Regions from separate parts of the Mus musculus genome. Here region 1 is linked to region 2. A link is a contact called in public targeted proximity ligation data. All regions are on one chromosome and are shown on one strand. The core of a region is the stretch at or near the end of the contact, and the rest is flanking DNA. Distances in the headings are between cores, read along the strand shown.

Evidence for each region.
Region 1: a targeted proximity ligation map of the NIH/3T3 cell line shows a contact between it and region 2, with 5 read pairs. A contact is called at or near these places in 1 of 39 promoter capture datasets (embryonic stem cells), 1 of 484 Hi-C or Micro-C datasets (bone marrow-derived macrophages) and 5 of 130 datasets of targeted methods (the NIH/3T3 cell line, astrocytes, embryonic stem cells and 2 more).

Annotation. Positions count from the first base shown.
Region 1 is chr19:5,009,962-5,016,172 of GRCm38.p6, forward strand. No RefSeq gene overlaps it. Among named protein-coding and RNA genes, the nearest start is that of Slc29a2, 11 kb to the right of the region's middle.
Region 2 is chr19:4,451,215-4,457,640 of GRCm38.p6, forward strand. Syt12 (synaptotagmin XII) reads right to left here. Exons shown (of 8, transcript NM_134164.5): 4 at 5,281-5,673; 5 at 2,551-2,766; 6 at 1,063-1,183. Among named protein-coding and RNA genes, the nearest start is that of Rhod, 15 kb to the left of the region's middle.

The DNA of each region.
Region 1 (6,211 bases), core at 2,225-4,724, 560 kb after region 2:
AACAGACACAGGACGCCAGATTCTTCCATGGTTAACTTTACTTCATAACATATTGAGGTAGACAAAGAAGGCTCAGAAAGTGTGTGTCTTAAATACTTTTTGGTGACTAGGACTGGTAGCAACACCCACGATTCTCATGCACCCTAGGGATAGGCTAAACGCCCCAGGGGTTGGGCTAGTGCCCTGGGGGATGGACCGGTGCCCTGGAAATGGGCTGGTGACTTTTGGTGGGTTTTTGCTTTTAGCACATGCGCATATAGCTTGTTCTTTGTTTAGGTGGCATAAGGCACTGCGGAGCCAGCGCCATCTTAAGATGGTAAATGTTATTGCGGCTCTCCACATACTGGGCTTTCAAAAATTAAAACAAAAGGGTGGAACGTAGCCAAGCAGACCCTGCCTCAACCTTCCTCCCTGAGGCAATCAAGCACTTACCAGCATGGACAGAGACCCCTGATGCAGGATAAGGCAATGGAGGAAGCCAACGAAAAAAAAGAGAGAGCCCCATATAATACTACTTGAGAGCCAATGAAATGCTGGGAGGAAGGTGTAAAGGTTTGTCCATTTCCTGAAATAAACAAGTCTGCTTTTTCTTAAAAAAAAAAAAAATTGCACTTCTACAATCTTACTCTTTTTTTTTTTTCTTTTTCCATGAACTTAGCATCTTACATATTCTGTCTATTGTGTGGTTTGTCTGTCTGTCCCCATCAAAACATAAATTTTTACATTTATTTTTTTATGGTCAAGCTGTTCCCAGGAATGTTTTAACTACGGGGCATACCTGGGTTTGTTTTTCTTTGTTTTCAGCCCCAGGCAGCCTCTAGCTCACAAACAACCAGTAATTTCTGGGTACTTTATATGACTTACAGGTCTTGAAATTTCATCTTTCTTTCAACAGTTTCTTGTTTCAGTGTCTGGGATCCACACATGATCTTCCGGGCTCCTCCAAAGGGCTGGCCTCGCTTCTCCAGCTCTGCCCTCTGTAGCACTCTAAGCTCAGGTTGATCCACTTCACTGCTGCTGCCATTCTTGGTGATCATCCTGTGGTACTGGCATCTCCAATACGATGGGGTCTTCTGCTGCAACTAGGTTTCATCAATAGCCTCTCATAGGCTCTCTTTATGGTGCCAAGCCTCAACTCCTTTGCATGACCCCTTCAGTCCTGGGCCACCAACTACAACTGAGGCTGCACTTTCATCAATAGCCTTCCCTGGCCTCTCACAGTGCCAAGCCTCAGCTGCTCTTCATGACTCCTTCATGTCTTCAAAGCCAGTAACACCTTACACATTACCAAGTGCAGCTGCAGCACGAGGTACAACCTTGGCTCTCTCTGGAACCCAGCTTCTTTGTGCTCTTAGAAAACACTTTCCAGAAGACTTCACCTTCTGGTGAAAAAAACAATGCCAAAAAAGGTATTTTATTATATGTAGAATTTTTAGGTTTCCAAACATGTCTAAATGGAGATAGACTTGCAATCAGTTCTGCTAATTTGATCATAATTACTGGGGCACATCCTACTGTTTTGATTATAATACATGTTTGAGATTTTTGTATGTTATTTTGATAGAATCTCTAGCCCAGAGTGGCCTCAAACTTGCTATGTAGGTGTGTTAGTCAGAGTTCTCTGAAGTCATGTGTATATGCATGATTAAACACATGCATTTTCATACAAACACACCCACATTACCACACACACACACACACACACACACACACTCCCAGTCTGGTGCTACAATCCCTGAAGATTCCTGGAAAGCAGCTGATCGACAGTCTGTGTTGGAACCCTAAAGACATTGGTTCTGATACAAGCAAGGGAATACCTGAGCAAGAGGATAGATGAACTGGGTGAGGCAAGTGGGCAAAAATCAAAGGCTTTCTTCTTCCATGCCATCATATATGGGCCACACCTTCTGGGAGTGGCCAAGGTTTGGTGTGTGTGTGTGGGGGGGGGGGGTCCTCCCTATCTCGAGACAGGGTTTCCCTAGCTGTCCTGGAACTCACTTTGTAGACCAGGCTGGCCTCGAACTCAGAAATCCGCCTGCCTCTGCCTCCCAAGTGCTGGGATTAAAGGCGTGCGCCCTTCTGCCCGGCTTTGCCCAGCAGTTTTAGTTGATTCTAGCTGTAGTCAAGTTGCTGTCCAAGATCAGCCAACACAGTAGCCAAGGATGGCCGTAAGTTTCTCATCTGCCTTCCTCTACCTCCCGAGGGCAGAGACCAGAGGCACGTGCCACCACACCTTGCTCTGAATTCAACAGTTTCATAGTTTAGATTAAATAAACCTACTGATAAGATCCATTCTAAACCAAGCGTGATGCGCATGCCTGTCATCCTAGCATTTAGGAAGCTGAGTCAGGAGGTTTGTGGAGAGTCCGAGGCCAGCCTAATACACAGAATGAGACCCAATTTCAACCAGAAGGAAAGGAGGAAAGAGAGAAAAGAGAAGAGAGGCCCACAGAACCGGGGCTTCCTCGTTGTGTTTGTGCTTACTGGAGGGCAGGTAAGAGGTTAGCTTATTGTTCAGCCCTAACTAGAGCTGCTAACCATCATGGCCAGCCCACCTTCTCCCTCACCTTCCTCAGTGGATTGAGCACAGAATTGTGACAGAGCAAAGGTTCCTCCATCTTGTCTTAGCTGGAGCTATCTTTAATTTAACACGAAACTGACCGGTCCCTTTTCCCATCTCCACTGTGAACAATCTTGTGGGAAAGCAACCACCCTTGCTCTAGAAACTCAGAGTCAAAAATGCCCAGCTAACGGCATGGTGTTTGATTTGTATTAAACTGCTGGCTTGCCCCACTTCTCCCTGCAGCTGCCAGCCTGTGTTCTTTGGCTTTAAACGCTCTCTGTAAAATGCACTTGAGGCTGCACTATGGGAAGTGTTTCTCTCCAGGCAGTCACCAGCCAGCTTAGTACAGACTCAATTCAGATTTTGGTTGTGGTCTTTGGAGCTCCACCCTGCAAGAGTAATAGGAGATACATCGATGGACCTATGGGCCGGGAGCTCCAGAACAAAGATACTGGCACCTGCACTGAATCACCAACCCTGGCACCATCTGGAAAGCACTGTGTGGTCTGTGCTCTGCCTGGCACAGGTTTTGACCCCACCCTCTATTAGGTGCATTCTGTCACCCAGTGTGTTCTAGCCCTAACTGGTGCCCTGCATCTTTTCTCTGGAGGTGAAACACAGCCGTTTCATCTCATCCATTTTAAGCCATCAAATGCCTAATAGATTTGCTTTAAAAGAACAGCCCCAGTGTGTTAGTCAGCTTTGCATCAGTATGACAGAGGGCCTAAGATATCAATCTCGCCGTTAGTCAGCTTTCCGTTGCTGTGACAAAGTGCCTGAGGAATCCGCTGTAATTAGGAATAATTTATTTTTGGCTCACAGTTGGCTCTTGTTTCTGGTCCTGTGGTGAGCCGGTCATGATTGCAGGGAGAGAGAAGTGAAGTTATTTAGCTCACCGTCGACAGGAAGCAGGAGAGAAAGAAGGGGCCAGCAAGGAAACAGGCTTCAAGGGCACAGTCCTGGTGACTAACCTGCTCCAACTCTATCTGCCTTCTGATTCCTCCCATTTCCTAGTAGCTCACTGTGCTAGGAATCCACACCCTGCCAGTCCAGTCCTGAAGTCGGAGCCTCAGGAGCCGCCCACTGAACACTGGTGCTTTGGGGAGTAAGCCTTCATTTAACATCCAGGTCACAGCAGCAACGTTCAAGGACGGAAGGTTATTTTAGCTCACATTTTCTGAGATTTTAGTCTGCTTTCGATTGACTCTAGCTTTAGACCTGGGATGGCTCAGTGTGCTATGGTGAAGGGGCGGGGTCCTCTTCATCTCTTGGTAGCAGGGAGACAAACTGAGAAACAGAGTAAGGAGTTAGAGTCCTAGTACCCCCTTAAAGGGCACACCCTCAGTGACATAACTTCTCTTATTTTTTATATATTTTTTCTTTTTTTAAGATTTATTTATTATTATATCTAAGTACACTGTAGCTGTCTTCAGATGCACCAGAAGAGGACATCAGATCTCATTATGGATGGTTGTGAGCCGCCATGTGGTTGCTGGGATTTGAACTCAGGACCTTCAGAAGAGCAGTCAATGCTCTTAACCACTGAGCCATCTCTCCAGCCCTATTTTTTTATTTTCCTAATGATTTATTTATTTTTATTTATGTTTGTATGAGGGTGTCAGATCCCTGCAGTTACAGGCAGCTGTGAGCTGCCATGTGGGTGCTGGGAATGGAACCCAGTTTCTTTGGAAGAGAAGCCAGTGCTCTTAACTGCTGAGCCATCTCGCCAGTAACCTGGTATAACTTCTTTTTTCTAATCCCATGTCTTAAAGGCTCAGTTACCTCCCAATAAGGTGACCCAGGCTGTGACCATGCCTTTAACACACAGGGCTTTAAGGAACTCCTACCCAACCATAGCAACTTGCACTTAAAATCTAATTATTTTTAATCTATATTTTTGTTTTTGTTTTATGTATATGAGTGTTTTGAGTGTTTGCCTGTGTGTGTTCACGTGTGCACCATGTATGTGCCTGCTGCCCAAGGAAGCTAAAAATAAAGCGTCGACTCCCACGGAGTCGGTTATGAGCTGCCATGTGCGTGCTGAGATCTGGACACCAATCCTCTGCAAGAGCAGAAACTGCTCTAAAGCACCAAGCCCTCTCTCCAGGCCCTGAAACTGCAGCCTGAGAGGCAGGTATGGTGGCACACACCTGTAACTCCACCACTTGGAAGGTAGAGGCAAGAAAATCAGGAGTTCAAGTTCATCTTTAACCACACAGAGTTCAGGCTAGCCTGGGCTATGACATGAGACCCTATCTTGGGAGGAAAAAAAGGAAAACAACTTTATTTCTCCACCATCTTTGCAGTTAAAATGTTAAGACCAGAGGACATCTTGTGTGTGGTAAGACGCCCACATCTGCTGACTGCCTTTTCCCATTTTTGCCTCAGGACCTGCCGATTGCCTTTCTCCTTTGTTATTCATGAAATTGGTTGTTGAGTCCAGGAATTCTGTAATTCCAGCGCCTGGGAACTGAAATCAAATGATCTTTAAGAGTGGAGCCAGCAGGGGGCGGGAGAGATGGCTCGGTGGCTGAGAGCACTGACTGCTCTTCTGAAGGTTCTGAGTTCAATTTCGGGGGCCACATGGTGGCTCACAAACATCCGTAACAGGATCTGGCACCCTCTTCTGGAGTGTCTGGGGACAGCTGCAGTGTACTTACGTATAGTAAATAAATAAATCTTTAAAAAAAGAGTGGAGCCAGCAGCCTTGGTAGGGAAAGACTCTGATTCAAAAAGAAACAATTAAAAGCTGCTGGAAATTCTATCCCATGTCTTTCCAATAGAGGGCGCTGAGGAGACGCTGCTGAAGGAAGAACCCACATCCACAGTCCCCACAAGAAAGGCATGATTATAAATCTGTCCTGGTTTCTTTTGTCTAGATATAGCAAAATCCACAACAGAATATTAGAGCGAGGTCATCTTCAAACCTGCTAATCTCTGTGTCATCCTCCCCTCAAAAGTTGACACCCCAAATCATTTAAGAGATGTGCTAAGGCCAGGTGTGGTAGTTCATGCCTTCAATCCCAGCAGGGGGTTAAGGGAGGCAGATCTCTGTGAGTTCAAGGTCAGCCTGGTCTACAAATCAATTTCCAGGACAGCCAGGGCTGTAACTGAGAGACACTGTCTGGAAAAACATGAGATGGGGCAGGGTTGAAATATGGGAACAGCTGGAGAGACGACTCAGTAGTTAAAAGTACTGACTGCTTTTCCAGGAGTCCTGAGTTCAATTCCCAGCACTCACATGGTGGTTCACAACCATCAGTAATGGAATCCGAAGTCCTCTTCTGGTGTGTCTGAAGATTAGCAACAATGTAGTCATATACATAAAATAAAAAAATAAATCTTTTTTTTAAAAGAAATATGGGAATAGAAGGGTTTAGGGTCTCTACTCTTATGACTTTCAGGAATGGGAGGGTGATCATGGGGACTCAGATTGAAGGAGTGAACCCCAGAGCAGCAAGACCATCTGAGTGAATCTCCTGCCAACAAGGAGATAAACTATGTCAACCATTTAGAACATACAAACCATAAACGAGAAGAGAGAGAACTAGACAGCAGTCGAGGATGCAAAATCCAAGGTTGACAGGCTTGCTCCCATTGTTGATGCTATTTTAATAGGCGTGTTGGGAAGGCACATTCCCAGTGTGG
Region 2 (6,426 bases), core at 2,812-5,311:
GATGTAGAGTACCAGCATCTCTTGACTCAGGCGGCCCACTGCGTAGTCCCATTCTATCAGTAACCGAGTGCAGACGGCAGACCTGAGTCACTGAGGGCAGCGCCCAACAGTGCACAGTTCTGCAGTACCAAGTCTCCCTACGGTTGCAGGATATTTTATCATACTGGGAACCCTGAGATAGTGTTAGTTACTGGAAACAAAACAAAACAAAACTGTTTTCAGTCGTGGTGTGGCTCAGTTCTAGCACACACCTTTAATCCACAAGCTTTCTAGCTATTGCAAACAGGATTGAATAAAGTCAACCGTAGGTTAAGATCTTGGTGAGCAAGCAACCAGTTAGCAGGAAGGAACAGAGGATTTTAAAGAAAAAAACAGAGAGAGTAAGAAGAAGCCGGAAGGACAGAGAGAGACGCACAGGAAAGTCCAGGGGAGGGACACCGAGCTTGAAGGAGGTTGTTTGAGAGGTTTGTTGTGTGAGAGAGGGGAATTCCTAGTGGGATGTTGGCTGAGGAGGAAGGTCAGCTGGGTGCTTTCTCTGCCTCTTCAAGCCAGCAGGCTTTCTCCCTAGGGTCTGGCTCCTGAGTCTTCATTGGTAAAATAAAATGATTGCGATTTTGTTAAACACACACACACACACACACACACACACACACACACACACACACACACACCCTATTGCCTGAGGCCCTAGGCTGTCAAGTCCAATAGGTCCCTGGCATCTAGGGTGTCAGAGTCTCTGGGCTGCTTCCTCATCTCTGAATGGATGTTCACCCTTCATTTCTTGCCTAACGCCACAGCCCAGAGCCCCCAGGTTTCACCAATCCTACTTACCCTCTACACCCCAGGCCGGGCTGCTGTCACCCTCCAGGGTGACAGACTATTTCTGTAGCTGAATTAACCTTTCCACTGTGCCTGGCTCCTGAGCATAGCTAAAGCCACAGGGGCTCTGGGGCTGTGCCCTAGACCTGCTCAGAACAGGACAGCTCCACCCCCCTACCCCCAACCCCTGCACCCTCCGCCCCCAGCCTCACAGAAGAGCTGAGTGCACGGGCCCTCACTCACCTGCTGTGCTCTTCTCATTGGTCCAGATGAGATTCTTGGCTTTCACCACAACCACAGTCAGCCGCTCAGCTGTGGGCAGGTAACTGAGGGACAGCAGGATCTCTCCCACAGCGTCAGCAGCCTGTGGAGAAAGGAATGGCTCAGAAGACTTCTGCCCTCCAGGCTTCAAGAGGTCTGGGGCAGGCAGGGGTGGGCGGTGGGGGAGGTGGATGGCTCCTTCCTCGTTGGAAAATCGATGCTTTGGGGGTAACTCTTAAACCTAGACGTCAGGCCAACAGGATAGAAAAAAAAAAAGGACAACCCTCCCACACAAGGGAGCACACACAGACCCTCCTTAGACTGTGTGGAGAGCAGGTCCTGGAAGGAGGCCCAGAGGCTGCCTGTCAAGTGCATCAATCAGATGCAGTTCTGTTCCCTCCATGTGGGCTGAGGAAAACATTCTATGATCGTGCATAGGGATCCAAGCTGACTGCATTTGCTTGAGTAATAATGTTCCCTGGCACTGTTATAAGGCTAAAGGGAGCTTCAGCGTGGCCTCTGTCTGAAAGAACCCACTTTCAGGCCAGTAGCTTAGAGGAGTAGAGCCTCTGATGACTTGGTAGTAGCCACTGAGATGAGGACCTGGAAAGATGGCTCGGCAGCTGAGTACTGCCTCTTCCAGAGACGCAGGGTCAGTTCCCAGCACCCATAAGACAGCTCACGCACATCTGCAACTCCAGTTCCAAGGAACTGGGCATTCTCTTCTGACCCCCTTAGGCCTGAGGTATGTACCTGGACACATATATACATTCAGGCAAAACACTCATAAAGTAAAATAAATAGATAAAATATAGAATAAAAATAAATAGCCAGGAGGTGGTGGTGCACGCCTTTAATCCCAGCACTCAGAAAGCAAAGGCAGGTGGAAATCTGTGAGTTTGAGGCCAGCCTGGTCTACACAGTGAGTTCCAGGACAGCCAGGGCTACACAGAGAAACCCTGTCTCGAAAAACCAACCAACCAAACACCTCAATAAAACAAAAATAAGAAAGAGAAATAAATAAATGTTAAAAAAGAAAAAAGAAAGAACCGAGAAGAGGTCCAGGGATGGCGCTGTGGGTAAAAAGCATTTTCCACTAGCTCCAGTGACCTGAATCAATACCAACAACACACATGGTGAAGGGGTGAACCAACTGGTAGAAGACATGTGGTCTTCCGACTTCCACATGCATTCCCTGTGTGTATGTGCATGCCTGTACACTCATACACACAGAAAACACAGTAAAGAAATAAATGCAGTGTAAACTAAAAGAGCTGTAAACAGCGGTGTCTGTAGGATGTGTTTGTCAGCACATGCAATGAGTGGCTTCCCTAGGGTGTGGCTTGGGACCCTGTCTCTGTTCTAACGCTGTCAGGGTCCAGTTGAGGGACAGGATACTGGCATCTCTCCCAGGCAGTGGGTGAGGGTACTTTCTCCCCGGGGGAACCAGCAGGCAAAAGTAGGCGATACCTTATTCTGGTCCTGCAAGTATAGCCAGCCACTGAAGGGCTGCAGCGGGAGATCCAGAACGGACAGCTTCAGCTCCACCACGCCGGTGCTCACATTCCGCTCATCCTCGTCGATACCAAACACAGAAAATCTAAGGCTCTTCTCCTCCAGGGCTGTGGGATCCAGGGGGACAGAGAACTTCTCATCGAAGAAGATGGAATAGGCATTCCTCTGGATCTACAGAGAGAAGGGGCCGTGGAGGGGCTTCCTGGTACCACCATCTCAGTTCTACGTCCTTTTTTTTGGTGGCTCAGTATTGAAGGTTTGTTTGTTTAATTTTGTTTTTCTTTTCGGACTGGATCTCACATAGGTCAGGATGAACTCCTGACCTTCCTGCCACTAAGTGCATAAGGCTAGGGTTACAAGCATGGGTCTCCATACTGCACTAACTGCAGAAGGCTAGGGTTACAAGCATGAGCCTCCATACTGCACTAGCTTCACTGCACTAACTGCAGAAGGCTAGGGTTACAAGCAGGAGTCTCCATACTGCACTAACTGCAGAAGGCTAGGGTTACAAGCATGAGCCTCCATACTGCACTAGCTTCACTGCACTAACTGCAGAAGGCTAGGGTTACAAGCATCAGCCTCCATACTGCACCTCCCTGCTCTTTTCCTTTTCCAAGACAGGGTCTCACTGGGTAGCCCTGCCTTCCCTGGAACTCATTTGTAGACCAGACTGGCTTCGAACTCACAGAGACCTCCTCCTTTTTTTTTTTTTTTTTTTTTTTTTTAGCCAGGGTCTTACTATGCAGCTCTGGCTGGTCTGGAACGTACTATTTTGCACAGACTTTTGTCTTGAATTTAACCATCTTCCTGCCTCAGCCTCCAGAGCTGCAGTATGAGTCTACCATGCCTGGCAGTCCTGGGAGGTTTTGGTTGTTGGTGGTGTTTGATTGGGTTTTGGTTGCTTTGAGACAGGATCCCACATAGGCCTAAATGACCCTAAATCCATTATGTAGCCAAGGACAGCCCTGAGTTCCTTATCTTGCTGCCTCTATGTCCCAAAGGTTGAGGTTACTGTGAAGGTTTAAACATCCCCAATATCCCCTTCTTGCTTGTAGTCAACCCATTGCCTGGCCTTAGAAGCTTCCATAATGGACTCCTAGTCATCTCCATCCTCACATGATGCTGTGACAGACCCACTCTCCTTCTCTCCTGTCTGCTGACTCAGCAGAGCCTTGGGGGCAGGCAGGCAGTAGGAGCTAGACAATCTTCTGTAAACAGCCATGAATGCCACAGTGCCCTGTAGATCCTGGCGAAGCCTTCCTGATTGTCACAGGATGGATGGATGAGTGGACAGATAGACAGATGAATGGAGTGACTAGGCAGGGCTGGGCACGCTTCATCCCCCAGCTTTTAGATGTCATTGGCCTCCTCCCAGGAAGCTGTGGGCTCCTCAGGGAGCTACATGGGAGGCTCTGCTTGCCCTTCCGTGGGGGGCCGCCTGAGTCACTGCGCGGTGGTATTTAGAGAGCGGCTCTCATCCCTGGCACATTCTCTGAAGCTGAGGGGGTTGCTTGGCCTGGAGGCAACACCCCATCCCCACAGTTAGACTGTTAGGCTGCAACGTCATGAAGCCTGCCATCCTGGGAACAGACTCTACTTAGCTTCTAGCCACTTTGATCTCACCTAGTGCTGCCAGGCTCTGGGAAGGTTCTCCCTGCAGCAACTGCATCCTTCAAACAAATATGGAACCGTGTTGTTCACACAGTGGTCTGACTCAGAGCAAGCTTCTGTCCAGCAATGTCCCTCCTCAAAGGACATATCCTGAGTCACCCAAAATCCTCCCCATGGCTCAGGCTAAGAGCAACATAATGCATGTCAGACCTGACAGCGGCTCTTCGTTATGTTCCTACGTGCTTCACCCGTCTCCGTTTCAGAGGCAGTCCTTCGTCCTCTGGGACAAATACTTCCCCTCCCCTTGTTTTCTCCCCTTCTCCCTCAGTCTCTGTCTCCTGTATTTGCCTCTTATTCCCTGCTCTCTGCCAGATAAACGGGCAAATAAATCTTTGTGCTGAGAACTTGATCTTGAGGGTCCTGGTCTAATACAGAGCCTAACAGTCAAGGGCCACGCCAGCATGCTCCCTTAGTCACCAGCTTCCAGCAGGGTGAGCCACCAGGGTCACCAGAAGAAAAGAGAGATCATGTGCTTATCTTCCAAAGCCTGTCTCAGTTTCTCTGAGGGGCTGACCACACCTTCCCACAACAGAACACAGCCCTTCCTAAAAAGGTGGCCCTTTCATTTGGGGTCCAGAAACTCACTTTCCTCTCATGCTTTTTTCGGTCTCCGGGGTGGGCCTCCCTTTTTGTGAACAAATTCATGTAGCCATACGGACACTGAGGCTACCTACCCCTCCTCCTCCATCCACTCCAAAGCAGATAAGGCTGTTAGTGAGCTCTCTCCCAGATCAACCAAATGAGCAGCCCATCTTTCTTCCTGCCAAGACTCCATGTTAACAGATGTGGAGGTGGACACTGTCCTTGAGTGATAGGAAGATTGAAATCTATACACAGCGGGAACACAAAGCTGGTTCTAGGCATAGCCATCCTACTCTGAATCCACATTCTGATCTGCTCTCCAGCGCCCCCTGTCATCTTGTCTGGTACTGCAAATCTGCCCACTAGCCCAGACATCAGCTTCCCAGGAGAGCTTCAGGGAGCCCAGTGCACCTCTGTCCCCGCCCCACTTACCCGGGAGATGCCCACGATCTGTTCGTCTGGCAGCAGACTGACACGCATGAAGCAGGACTCGAAGGTGGCCTCCTCGCGCTCCAGGAGGTCTTTGCCTTGTAGTACTGCCACGTGGAGGGTGTGGGAGGCTCCATCATAGTCCATGCTCACCTCCACCTGGCCCAGGGTGAAATCCTGCCCAAAGGTGTTGCTCACAGAGGAGATGGAATTCAGAGAGTCAGCCGACTGTGACTTTCGGAGAGTACCATAGGGGGCTAAGTCCAGTTCCCGGCCCATCAGCTCCAGGGGTCCCAGCTCACTGATGCTTTCAAAGGTGTCTTCTATACTAAGGCTGCCTTTGCGGCTGGGTGGTCCCCGAGTAGTGGTCCGCTGGTCATTCCAAGGAGGGACCCGCTGAGGGTGAACAAAAGGGACAGGGAAGCATCATATGGGGCTGAGGCACCATCGCTAGGTGACAGCAAGGAGATTGATGCTGGTTACTCTGTTCAAGATACCCCAGGCTCTCCTTTCACAAAACCATCAGAGGGACCAGCACTTAAGGACATTGTTTCTCTTTCTCTTCCGCAAACAGGAACTTGCTACTGTATCCCAGGCTGCGGAGGAACTCGTGCTCCCCCATCTTTAACTCCACGAATGCTGGGATTACAGTCACGCACCAACTACATCTAGCTTAGTTTTCTCCCCTTAACCAGAATGGAAAAAGGCATTGTCTCATACTGCTTATTATTGTAACAAAACTCCTTACATAAAAATGTCAACTGCAATGACACCTATAAAAAGGAAAAGCTGCTCGATATGGAGGAACACGCTTATAATCCTGTAAAAACCATAAATGCTCCCCCCCCCCAGCCACTTAGTTCCCAACAGCAACAACTCTGAGACTAATTATTATTCAATTGGTTCATTCCCTCACTAGCTTGTAACTTATTTAGCCATTCAAACTAGTCTATGCCTAGCACTCGGTTACTTCTCTTCAGTCCTGGCCAGCCTCTTTCTTAGCATCTCCTCAGAGTCTCCCTCAGATCTCCCAGCATTTCTCTTTCAGGCACCTCAGTGTGTCCTCATCTCGTTTTTCCTCTCGTCCCATGTGACTCTCTTCCTGTCTCTCTTTTATCTCTTACTATTTTCAAGAATCCTCTCTCTTCC